2 separate regions of the Sus scrofa genome follow, and region 1 is linked to region 2. The links are chromatin contacts, called in public HiChIP or PLAC-seq maps. All regions are on one chromosome and are shown on one strand. The core of a region is the stretch at or near the end of the contact, and the rest is flanking DNA. Distances in the headings are between cores, read along the strand shown. Region 1 overlaps RYR3 (ryanodine receptor 3). Region 2 overlaps RYR3 (ryanodine receptor 3).

The links. HiChIP or PLAC-seq counts read pairs in DNA pulled down with a chosen protein or histone mark.
Region 1: an H3K27ac HiChIP or PLAC-seq map of skeletal muscle shows a contact between it and region 2, with 8 times the contacts expected there. The contact joins two enhancer-like sites. A contact is called at or near these places in 1 of 47 Hi-C or Micro-C datasets (skeletal muscle) and 1 of 2 datasets of contacts at active chromatin or transcription factors (skeletal muscle).

Annotation. Positions count from the first base shown.
Region 1 is chr7:81,108,553-81,114,301 of Sscrofa11.1, reverse strand. The region is part of intron 1 of RYR3 (ryanodine receptor 3); the gene reads left to right. Among named protein-coding and RNA genes, the nearest start is that of RYR3, 97 kb to the left of the region's middle. Within about 2 kb of position 1,816, at least 6 of the 83 cell types and tissues checked have an H3K27ac peak or open chromatin away from gene starts, as enhancers often do. A contact at or near this core is called in skeletal muscle, where this site is marked.
Region 2 is chr7:80,801,159-80,807,703 of Sscrofa11.1, reverse strand. It overlaps RYR3 (ryanodine receptor 3), which reads left to right. Exons shown (of 106, transcript XM_021099907.1): 40 at 568-841; 41 at 2,846-2,960; 42 at 4,465-4,594; 43 at 5,743-5,846. Among named protein-coding and RNA genes, the nearest start is that of AVEN, 360 kb to the right of the region's middle. Within about 2 kb of position 4,888, at least 4 of the 83 cell types and tissues checked have an H3K27ac peak or open chromatin away from gene starts, as enhancers often do. A contact at or near this core is called in skeletal muscle, where this site is marked.

The DNA of each region.
Region 1 (5,749 bases), core at 567-3,066, 310 kb before region 2:
TAGGGACTCTCCATCATGTATTTTAGGCACATTGCCAGTGTAATAGCTCTCAGAACTTCTGTTGGATGCTGATTTGGAATTCTAAACCAGACACACTCACAGTCTCGGATCCCTGGACCACATCATGGCACTTCCTGCTGTCTTTCCTGATCTATCCCAAGGACAGAGCATAAGCACCCTGAGAAAGGACTATATGCCTGTCCCAGTGTTAGGTGCTCTACAATATAGTACCTCACTTGACGCTTCCAGTAGCCCCGTGACCTAGACTTTGCAATCCTCTTTTCAGATGAGGAAGCTGAAACAGAGAAACAAAGCATGTTTCCTGAGGTCAGCCAACTAGTAAGTGGCAGGACCAGATTCTCATGTGTCTAGTTGCAAAGTTTGTGCCACCCCATGAGGCACAGGTGACCTCTCTCTTCTCATATGACCTTGGGAAATCAGTTGAAGTGTTATCCTCGTTTCTCACGGGGAATGTAGGAGGCCACACATTTAACACTGCCTGGCAGTGTCTCCTACCCAGAACAAAATAGCCCTTTGTATTCACATGGTGGCAGCCCTCCTATGGGCTGAGAAGGTGGGGGAGGGAGCAAGGCATTGCAGAATACAGCCCTCTCAGTAGGTTTCAACATTGTTTAAGATATTTTCCATGGAGCCCAAAAGAGAGATGGGAGAAGCGGACTATCAGAGCATGTAGAAATCTGAATCCAGTGGTCAGAGAAACAGAAAGGATTTACATTTCACTGTCCAACTTTCCCTCTCATTTTGATTGGCCCAGATTTCAGATGTTTTGATTTTTAGGCCTGGGGGGGGGTGTATGAGACACCTTGTTTTTTTCCATCATGTTGAGTCACAAGTCATCACTTTGGCTGCCGAGCTGATTTTCCCCTCAGTATCTCTTTGGAGTGTTATCCTGTGAAGAGAACTGTAATTTCAGTGGAAGAATTCTTTCCTTCATTGCATGAGATTCTTGGCTGAGGCCACAAGCTGATTTGATTCTGAAACGATGTCATATAGAAAAGCTTATCTTTGAATCTCTGGGGCTTTTAGCAACCGAAAGATGCCGACTCTGTTTTTCACAAGTCAAGCTAATTTCCAAATAATGTAGCAACAGTTTGGGCAGTAATGAGAGGGAGGGAAATTGATTCTGAAAGCCAATTCTGAGAGATGAATGAAGAAAAATTTGGAAATTTGAAAGGGAGGGAGAGTCAGATTGGTATATAGTACAGCAGGAGTTATGAGAATTTTTTTTTTTTTAATATGGATGCCTTGGTCCCTAGAGTTCTGGTTTCATTGGTATACCATGGAGTGCAGCTTGGGCACTGGGGTTGTACAAGGCCAAAATGTGAGAACCACTAGATGAAAGAGAAATGTGTATTCTTCCCAGGATTGGGATGTCAAGGTAATTTTTAGAGGAAAAACGAGATTTGATCAAATTCGCAAAGAAGGCAGTTATAAGGTCTGAGAAATGAGTGTCCGCCCTCATAGCTGTGCACACATCAAGGTGTCACTTTCCATATTGGTCACAAACGTGGGGGTCTGGCTGGCTGGATCCATTAGCTCAAGCAGTAGACTGGGGATGGAAAGGGACTTCAAATTCAAAGATGATGTATTTTCTTAGCCATGCCTCCTGGAGCCCTGCTTTACTTGTGACAGCTTCTTTCAAAATGGAACCCATCCAGGGCCCTTTTATCTCCAATACCATCTGCATAATGCAATGCACAGAAGTTGTTTGACACTGGGCATTTCTAAATGTCAGACTAGCTCTCAGCTGACTGACAGGCACACCAGAGAGACAGGCAGAGCATAAAATTTGAGCTGGTGATAAAATCCGTGTAGGACCCAGTGACTGACAGGCTGCCAGGGACACAGGCAGGAGCTCTGCTAAGTTCCTCCCCAGAAGCTGGATCCCCACGTTTGTCAGACATCCTAGAAGTCATATCTGGCTGCTCCATGCAGTGACGAACGTGGACCTGCGGATCCTGCCTGTTAAGTCTTCTCTAGTTAGCAGAGTGATTTATCTTGGGGACCTCTCACCTAGGAATTGAGTTCGGATCCGTCCCACTGAGCTCGTGCCCTGGGGAGGTCTGGCCTGATTGAGTGGGTGAGAGGCTCTGTCCACCTGTCATTCAGAGACACAGACGTTTTGGATTCATGATTTTGTCTTGGTGTCTGAAGAGTGGTGGGTGGTGTCTGATGTTATCTTGTATTCATTGGTGGGCCCACTTGGGAAATTCTGAAAGCTGGATATATTCTAACCCAAAATGACATGCCTCCCTGAAGGAGCCCATTGTGGGCCTTGTTGGGACTGTTCTCATTTAGATTAAAAGTTGGAAAGTACATCCAGTCTGTCTGGGTGGGAGTGGAGCATCCCCCAATCCCTTGTGGCTGACACCTTGGTGACAGTCATGGCTTTCACCTCAGTGGTCTTCTCCTGGCCTCTGCCCACCTGCGAGCCACATCACCTGCTTGTTGGTAAAGCAGCAGGACATTATCACAAGCTCTCTAACCTTTCCACTCCTCTTTCTCTAGATCAGAGCTCTCAAACCCATATCACATGGCCACACAGATGGCACAGGAGTGAGACAGGCTGGGGTAAGAGACACGGGGAGTGCTGGCCACTGTGGCAAAGTGGGGAACAGGTGACCCATCTACGGGGAACACCTGCCGCTTAGCTCCAGCTAGTTGCCAAGAAGAAACTTGAGACCCAAGAGTTTCAGCACCTGTAAATACTTACAGAACATTATCTGAAATCTCTTGATTTTATATGTTGACAACAAATTAATATTTTTAAGAGCCTGAGAGAGACAAAAACTTCTACATGCTAGGTAGGGTCTGGGGCTGCCATTTCTAGTCATTTTCAGAAGCAACCTCTTTCTGTGCTGTCGGATCTCTCTAGCCCCCACCCCTGCCTCTCCCAGCCTCTCAATCGTACATGAGCATGTAGAAGTGATCTAGCCCTGATCTCGGCTCACTGTTGTCAGTGAGATAACAGATGACCTAAGTCTGGAGCCCTGGGGAGTTGTTTACCTTTCACCCACAGATAGCTCATCCCATAGGAAAGAAGAATTAGAGAGGCACCTTCCTCCTTCCACCTCCTTTATAGGCTTTGAAACACAACCTGTGTCTTTACTTCCTTGGTCAAGAAACTACACCAGGAGTTCCTGTTATGGCTCAGCAGGTTGAAAACTCAACTAGTGTCCATGAAGATGTGGGTTTGATCCCTGGCCTTGCTCAGTGGGTTAAGGATCTGACATTGCCACAGGCTGCAGCATAGGTCATAGATGTGGCTCAGATCTGGTGTTGCCATGGCTGTGGTGTAGGCCGGCAGCTGCAGCTCCAATTTGAGCCCTAGCCTAAGCTTCCATATACTACATGTGTGGCCCTAAAAATAAAAAAATAAGCCAGGTATACTTTGTTAATACTACTATGATAAGGCAAGGAACAATCTCTGGAGAGGAACTGGAGCCTATATATTCCCAGAGAAGGGAGCAGAATGCATTTGATTTTTGTGATATTTCAAAAGCCTGGTGTATCTAATATCTATATAGTAACCTATTCTTTTTCTAGTGTCCAATCAAGATAAAATATTCAGTTCAGGGATCCTTAAAGAATGATCCTTTATGGATGTAAAGTACCCTTAAATAAAATGTATGGCAAATACGCAATGTTTGCAAAAACTATTGAGGAACTGCCATTTTCATAAAGACTTTTTTCAAAGTGTATGTAGATCACGAAATGTCAGTGGTCAGAGCACAGTTGCTAAGGTTAGTTATTAGAAGCTGTCAAGTGTTTGTGGGTATCAGGTATACTACACCTGTTGGTGTAGTAGCAAGGGGAAGAGTTTGTGACTTTGTAATATCCATACTGTCCAGAACATAAGTAGTAGACACAGGGAATGGTGTCTGGTAGCCTCAAAGTTTGAAAATTGGGGATCTGAGTCAAAATTAGGTCACCAAAAATTTGGGTTGCACTAAAATGTGCTATCCTGATACAATGCCTTCAAACGGCAAATGGACCTATTCTAGTTTCACTTTGTGTAAAAACAGGTGCGTGGGATTTCCAGAAGGATTGTCCCGTGCTTTTTTTACCCAGGCAGGGAAGTCTTTGGTGGGATTCCATGGGAATGAGTTGCTGTTGTGAGGACATTGAGCACAAAGGTGGGCAGAGACCTGGAGCTGAGTGGTGATGGATGACATGGACCCCGGGGGCAGAGTTGAGCTATTCACCTGGCCCTGGGGAGAGTGGGGCCCTGACTTGGAGGAGCTCACTAACCTGGAGGAAGTGGGTATCTCCAGTGGTCAGGGTACCTGGGTGCCAATGGGCACTGCAGGCTGTCACCTGCCCAGAGCATGCTAAGAATGGACCTTCCAGATTGTGATGACATTTCTTGGTTCTCTAGGTTGACTAGTAGTTTCTCCAAACTGTAGCATTAAATATAAATCCAGAATCCTACACCAGGGCTGGGATTTAGATGAGTAGAAACCAGCAACTCTTAAAACAGAGACGTCATGGTAAAGAGCACAGGTTTTAAAACCCATCGCACCTGCAGCGAAATCTTGGCATCACCTTTGACACGTGACTTCCTCTAAGTCTCTATTTTTTCACCCGTGAAATAGAACTACATGTGGTGAGACTTTGATATAATTTGTATTTGCTTCTTATCAGCCTATGGACAGCATTTATATATTATTAAGGTCTGCATTGTTACAATTTAATAAATTAGTTGATCTAGAACCAAGCTTTTTTCCCCTATATTAACAAAGATAACCCTGAATCGTTCATGGGTCATAGCTATTTTACCTGTACCTTCCCAGTTCCACAAGCAGGGAGAAAAATGACATAGCAGCTGATATTAAGTAAACCTGGAAGAAAGATACATCTATAGTTATAGCTGTAGCTAAATATATGGACATATATGCATGTATATGTGTGTCTACACCAATATACAATCAAATCCTAAGGCTCCCCTTTTAAATAAACTTCTAAAATTGAAGTACAACAAATAGAGAAGTGCACAGATCATAACAGTACAGCCCAGTGAATTATCACAAAATCCATACACCCCCAGGTCAGGAAACAATGTTATCCAAATCCCCAAAGCCCCTCTCATGCCCCTTTCCTCTCCTTTACCCTAAGGAAAACTAACTAGATTTGTAAACTGGTGGTTATGTTTTACATCTTTGAATTTTATTTAAATGAAATTATGTATGTATTCTTTTGTGTTTGAAAAACTCCACTTAGACTTGTATTTGTGAGACTCTTAACACATTAAATGCATCTCCTAACACTAAGGTAACCATATGCAACTAGGACCTCCTTGGTTTCTGTTATTATCTTCTAATTATTGGTTGCATATGTTTTCACTCTTGCAAGTATCCTGATTTGGATAATAAATTGAATGACCACCCTACCTACCACCAAGGTGAGGAGCTAAAATCCTTCCTCCCACAAACTCTAGAGGCCCCCCTTCTGTAACTCTTTTTCCTTCAAAACCACGCCCAGTGATGAAGGTAATTGATTGAACCTGTTCTTCTTTGTATTTATGTGCTGGGAGAGCGTGGATAAGGCCTTGAGCCATTTCACTGCTTAGAGGTAGGTGAAAGCTGCAGAGGGCTGAGTTCTGTCAAAATGTGAACTTCCTTCCTGGAGACCTTCTTCCTTCCTGGAGAGCTTTGCAAACAAGGTAAGAGAGAGGGCGATTTCCTATGGGAAACAAGGAAGTAAGGGGCAAGGGGCTTGATTTTTTTTT
Region 2 (6,545 bases), core at 3,639-6,138:
CTACCTTTTTTTTTTTTTCCTTTTCACTGCCGAACCTATGGCATATGGAAGTTCCCAGACCAGGGATGGAATTGAAGCTGCAGCTACACACTACACCACAGCCATGCAACACAGGCATCTGTGACCTATGCTGCACCTTGTGGCAATGCCAGATCCTTAGCCCACAGAGCAAGGCCAGGGATCAAGCTCACATCCTCACCGATACTATGTTGGGTTCTTAACCCACTGAGCCACAACAGAATGCCTAACTTACCTTTTGGTGATATATTCTATTTCTTTACACGTCATAGCCCACCGTTAAAAAATAATTTTTTGAGTTTCCTTGTGGCTCAGTGGGTAAAGGATCTGGAGTTGGTGGGTTGCTGCCATGGTACAGGTTTGATCCCTGGTCCTGGACCTTCCACTTGCTGTGGGTTACAGAAGAAAAAAAAAAAAAGGAAAAAGAAATAGAATTTTTGAGGCTTGCCCAGCTGATGATGTGTGTTGTCACTGAATGAAGTGGTGGAGGTGCTCAGCTCTCCTGAGCCTCCACTGCCACAGGACCGGTCGTTCCTCTTGTCCTTCCAGCAACGCTGAAGGAGCTCATCTCACAGACCATGATCCGCTGGGCCCAGGAGGACCAGATCCAGGATGCCGAGCTGGTCCGAATGATGTTCAACCTCCTACAGAGGCAGTATGACAGCATTGGGGAGCTGCTGCAGGCGCTGCGGAAAACCTACACCATCAGCCAGGCCTCTGTGAGCGACACCCTCAGCCTGCTGGCCGCCCTGGGCCAGATCCGCTGCTTGCTCAGTGTGCGGATGGGCAAAGAGGAGGAGCTGCTCATGATCAACGGGCTGGGGTAGGTCATCCCAAGCTTGCACGGAGAGGTTTGCACAGGGGCCGGTGGGAAACCCAGTTCACTTGCTACGTGGCTGTTCTGGAATCGAATTGTGTAAAACGCCCGCGTGCCCCCATGCAGATTTCGCTCACCTTGGGATCATATCCTTGCAAAATTGTTTCCTTCGGCAACCTGAGAGACCAGATCCTTGGGCCACTCAAGGTGAAGGGCATGGCCAGAAGTGGGAGGAGTCTTGGAGAAAAGCCATTATTTAGTTTGAATCTGATAAAAATAGCCCCAAAATTCAGAGGAAGGGGCACTGTGTTCAACCCAGTAAGAGTACTTGCTCTTTGGAGCACTTGAGCTTTTTGACTGGGAATCTTCTGCAACTTCCCTCTGAAAAATGACAGCTTGATTCATCCCTTTCTTGGGACTAATGTAGAGTCGTTTTTGTCCGTTCTTCCAGACACCTTGCCCCATGACAATAGCTCCTGGCTTTTCCTTAGAAGCCATGTCACCAGAAAGATCACATTTTATTTGTTTATTTTTATTTTCATCATTTAACTTTTTTTAATTTTTAAATGCTACTTTCCATTTACAATGATTACAGAATATTGACTGTCTCCCCCATGTTACACAATACATCCTGAGCCTATCCTACACCCAGTAGTTTGTACCATCCCCCTATCCTGTTATTGCCTTTCCCACTGGTAACCATTAGTTTGTCCTCTATGTCTGTGAGTCTGCTTCTTTGTTGTTATATTCACTAGTTTGTTGTAATATTTAATATTCCACATGTAAATGATATCATACAGTATTTGCCTTTCTCTGACTTATTTCACTTAGCATATACCCTCCAAGTCCATCCATGATGCTGCAAATGGCAAATTTTTGTTTTTTTAATGACTGAGTAGTATTCCTTGTGTGTGTGTGTGTGTGTGTGTGTGTATGTACCACAAGAAGATTGCATTTTATACATCAGAAAGATTTCCTTATTAGTTATTGAGGTTCCATTTTGCAGTTGAGAAAGCTGAATCCCAGAAAGTTTTGCTGACCAACCCACAGTTTTACTTGGTTAAAATCAAGGACTAAAACTACAGCCTTCTTACTGCTGGATATTCCATCCTACCACCCTAGGCCAGCAAACTAAAGGAGCATCAGCAAGGCCCAGAATAGGAATTTAGAGGATACCTGGTGGGGAAGGGGAAGTCTAGGGAGTACATGCATTCTTTAAATTCATTTCCAAAATGAAATCTTATAGTAGAGATCAAGAGATTTTATGGATGAGGAAGAAAAGCTGGAGAATCAGCCTCTCCTCCAGCCCATGCTATAGACACAGCTGCACTAAAGACTCTGAACAGCTGTAGTGCTCAGGAGGAGGGGTATGGTTAGAGTAACCACCCAGAAGTGATTAGACAGCCAGGTCATAAGCTGCTTCTGGATATTGATTCACCTGCAGTTTTATTATTTATTTACAATTATTTATTATTATGAATTTGTGTTGAATAACTTAAAAGCATAATTCTTTTTATGTTTCATTGTTTCATTGATCTTTGTGCACTGCTGTCCAAAAATGTCGTTGGTGTCTAGTACACAATTGCCCTAAGAAAAGGGCACAGCCCTGTCAGTTGGGTAACTGAAGTACATAGAGACATAGATATAAGAGAAGAAAAAAAAAATAGAAGGCCTGTAGTACACAGAGGAAGAGAGATCCAGTGATTTGGGCTGTCACAAAGCAATCACAAGCAAAAAGACCAAGGGACCACTGTTTAATGTCATTAGAAGGACCTATTTCAAAGAAAGAGTGTACTTAGTAGACATAAAGAAGCACAGAATATTCCTATCAGCTAAAAAAGTCCCTCCACATATATTCCCACTAACCTAGTACCTTCTGAGCATCTTTCCAGCCCATCACGTACATTACTTCACCCCAAGTGTGTTTGTGCATTTGTGTGTTCTTACCCCTGAATTTTCATAGCATTGAAATAAGTAAGTGCTGACATCTCTCTCTGATTCGTACCCTAGAGACATAATGAACAATAAGGTGTTTTACCAGCACCCCAACCTCATGCGAGTCCTTGGCATGCACGAGACAGTGATGGAGGTGATGGTGAACGTGCTGGGCACAGAGAAATCTCAGGTAATGCTCCAAGGAGAATTTAATCAGAACTTGACCCTGGACAGGGGCACGTGAGGTGACCTCTTCACAGCTAGTGCCTGTCGCCTCAGCGATTCTTCCTAGGGAAGGGAAGGGACAAACCTAAACCCAGGAAGGATGCAGGAGATGGGGTCCAGCAAGTGTAAGAGCTCTTCTCATTCATTCCACTGGGCTGCTCAGTCTCCCTCCTCTACTTTGCAGCCCTGCTCCTTCCCAAATGGAATTCCTCCTGGTTCCACTTAGGAGCCTGGTGTGTTTGGTGCCATGTCAGGAGAAGGCTGTTCTACAGTTTTCATAACAGTCCTGGCAATGTTCCCACTGCAGTGTGCATGTTTCCTCTGTGAGCCAAGTTCCCGACATCAGATTTCCTGGCCAGCACCCCCATAAGGAACCTGCTATCTGAGGGGAGTCCTGCTGGCAAGGGGAAGGGAGTGCAGATAGGGCCCACTTATGCATGTGTCCCAAAGTGTATGGGTCCTTCTCAGAGTCAGAGAGCTTCTGAAGGCAGTAGATAAGGTATGTTTTCAAATGTTGGAAATTCCAAAGTGTTGGGTCCTAGGAAAGCAGTTCCACCCGTATTGACAGGCAGGGCTTGTAAGGGAAGAACGAGCCAAGCTCACTTTCCTCCTCACTTGCTTCCTTCTGATCTCTTGGGAAAGGGGACTCTCTCCAGAAGATCCCGGAGCAAATGTCTGGATGCCTCAGCAAGTGGGTAGAATAGCTTTCAGAACCTCCCTTTCTTGGAACACCCTCCATGATTCTCCAGGCAGAAATCAAGGGCTTTCTAGGATCCCGAGCCAAGGTTAACACAGACACCATTTACAGAGCATTATGGAATCAAACATAAGATGTGGTCAGGCCCTGGAGATGCTAATGACTGTGTTAAGCAGAGAAGCGAAGCACTATCCATGGTAATAGAAGTTGGCCTCTCAGTGCTAAATTGTAAGAATCGAGTTACGAATGCTATAGGAGCCATAGGAGAGTAGTTGTCCAGGACAGAAGTAATTGGGGAAGGCTCACAGTCTGAGAGGGTGATGGTCTGGAGGCCTCTACAACTGTAGAGGCCAATCTATACCCAAAGGACTGGGGTTTGATATAGTGCTCAGTCTCATTTGTCTGTGATCACCCATCTCCCTTTCTGTCCACTCCCTTCCAAGTTAGAAACTGTAGTCTGATGGAGGATTGTACAGTTTCTCCTGACACCTAAGGATGACTGGGATTCGGGTTTGACATCTATTTTCTTTTAAAGAAGCATGCTTTGGGAACTGTAATTAGCTCTCAATATTTTTAGAAGCCTCTTCTCAAGTGTGTACTCTCTGTCCCTCATATGAATAAGTCTTGGAACAAACTAGACATAAGGAGACAATTCATTTTCCAAACTGTTCACAGCTTGCAAGACGTCAACTTAAGACTCTTGGAAATCAGCCTTTCCAGAAAGGCCTCACGATAGATTCTTTTCCTTGGCACTTTCTACTCCTCCCTACAGATTGCCTTTCCAAAGATGGTTGCTAGCTGTTGCCGCTTCCTTTGCTACTTCTGTCGAATCAGCCGGCAAAATCAGAAGGCCATGTTCGAGCACCTGAGTTACCTGCTGGAGAATAGCAGTGTTGGCCTAGGTAGGTCGCGTTCTAATTCTGCATTTGGCTCAGAGGTTACTCTCCCCCTGCTGACCACTTGGGCGGTAAAGGGAAAGTCACATGCATGCTATGGTATTTTAAAATGTAAGAGGGAACCCTGCCTGATCTAAAAACAGGTGAGATAATAATACCCTCTCTTTGCTCTCCAACCCAAGTAGAGAAGTTGCTACCAGCCAGCTCTGGCGACAGATTTGTGTTGGCATGGTCACACAGTTTTGCCTCCTCTCTCTGGGGACCAGTGGCTCACAGTTTGTGAAATGCTGCCTGAGACTGGATAGAGTCTGGAGACACAGCTCCTCCCAGCATATTCAGCTGACCAGGGAGCCGTGCTAATGAGACCAAGGTCATGGGTCCAATCCCTTCTCGACGGGCTGGCTGCAGGCTGCATGTCTGCCTCATCGGCCAACCAGCCAGTGCTTTCATAGCTGCCAAGCAAACTGGCCAAGAGCAACCATGGATAGTGTAAATCCATCACCACAACTAGAAAATCAATGCACGCATATGCCTTACTCACGGTTTTGGATGTAAACCGGATGTATTTGTAGAAGATTCAAATGCACACATTATGTGCACATGAATCTGCAGCCTCGGGTTTCCTGTTTCTCAGGTGCAAGCTTAGGCTACCAACCTTTTTGTAAGATTCCTACCTGGAGTTTTTCTCACTTCTAGCCTAAGAACCCAATAATGGAAAAATGAAAGACAGCATTGGTGACCTGATGTAACCATATGCGCTAATGCTGTTTGAAGCTAATTTTAAACTCTAAGTGGTAACCCCAGAAACAGCCAACTTAGGTAAGCTTAGCTGGTCAAGTGACATCTGAGACTTGTGAATGAAATGCAGGCCCAAGAACTTTCGTGTTAGAAAAGCACTTTAAAATACATAGTCCCAGCTGATCCTGTGAACTGATTTTCTAACTTAAGCCATATTCACAATCAGTAATGAGTGTGGGGACCAAGGATCTCAATCAGAGCGTTTCTTAAATTGGATGGGTAGCCCCCGCCCCCTCAGAAAACCTGCGATGTGACCCAAGTTTTGTGTTTGCTGCCCTCTCCTGACCATTGTTGGGCACTGCAACCTCAGCTCAGCACTGAGTGGCCTTTTTCTCCCTTCCCTCCTCCTTCTTCAGCCTCCCCTTCGATGAGAGGATCCACCCCACTGGATGTGGCTGCTTCCTCTGTGATGGACAACAACGAGTTAGCTCTGGGCTTGGAGGAGCCAGACCTCGAGAAGGTAACTGGCCCTGGGGAGACACTGTGCCTGTAGCACAGCCAGGCCAAGGAGAAGCTGACCAGAGGCTGGGTCTCCATCAGAGCCTCTTTAGCTTAGGACCAGAGCATCTTCTGTGGGCTCACCAGCTCCACTGGCCTGGACATGTGGACAGGTGTTCTTTGTGTGTGACAGCCCAGACTCTCTGGTTTACATGGAACCCTATCAGAGACCTGTGGTTCCTGATAAAGTTCTGGGGCACCGAATTTTAGGTTTATGCACTAAAAGGAAAGAGCCATGACAGAAGACTGTAAACTCAGTGTAAATGTAAAGAATACCTCCATGTGTCCTCTCTGTGGACAGTGAGACAGAACTGAGCTACCGTACATCGGAGCTGTGAGCTGCACTCCTGCTGGTGGTGGTGACCGAAGGGGCGTGCCTTGCCTACCTCTTTGCCCATCTTTTTGTTAGTTCCCAGGCTAGGGGTCATATCAGAGCTATGCTGCCGGCCTACGCCGCAGCCACAACAACACAGGATCCAAGCCATGTCTGCAACCTCCACCACAGCTCACGACAATGCCGGATCCTTATCCCACTGAGCAAGGCCAGGGATCAAACCCATATCCTCATAGATCCTAGTCAGATTCATTTCTGCTGTGCCACAACAGGAACTCCTTGGGACTGTTGCCTTGACGGGATGGCTGATGAGATTGGCTGGCAGTG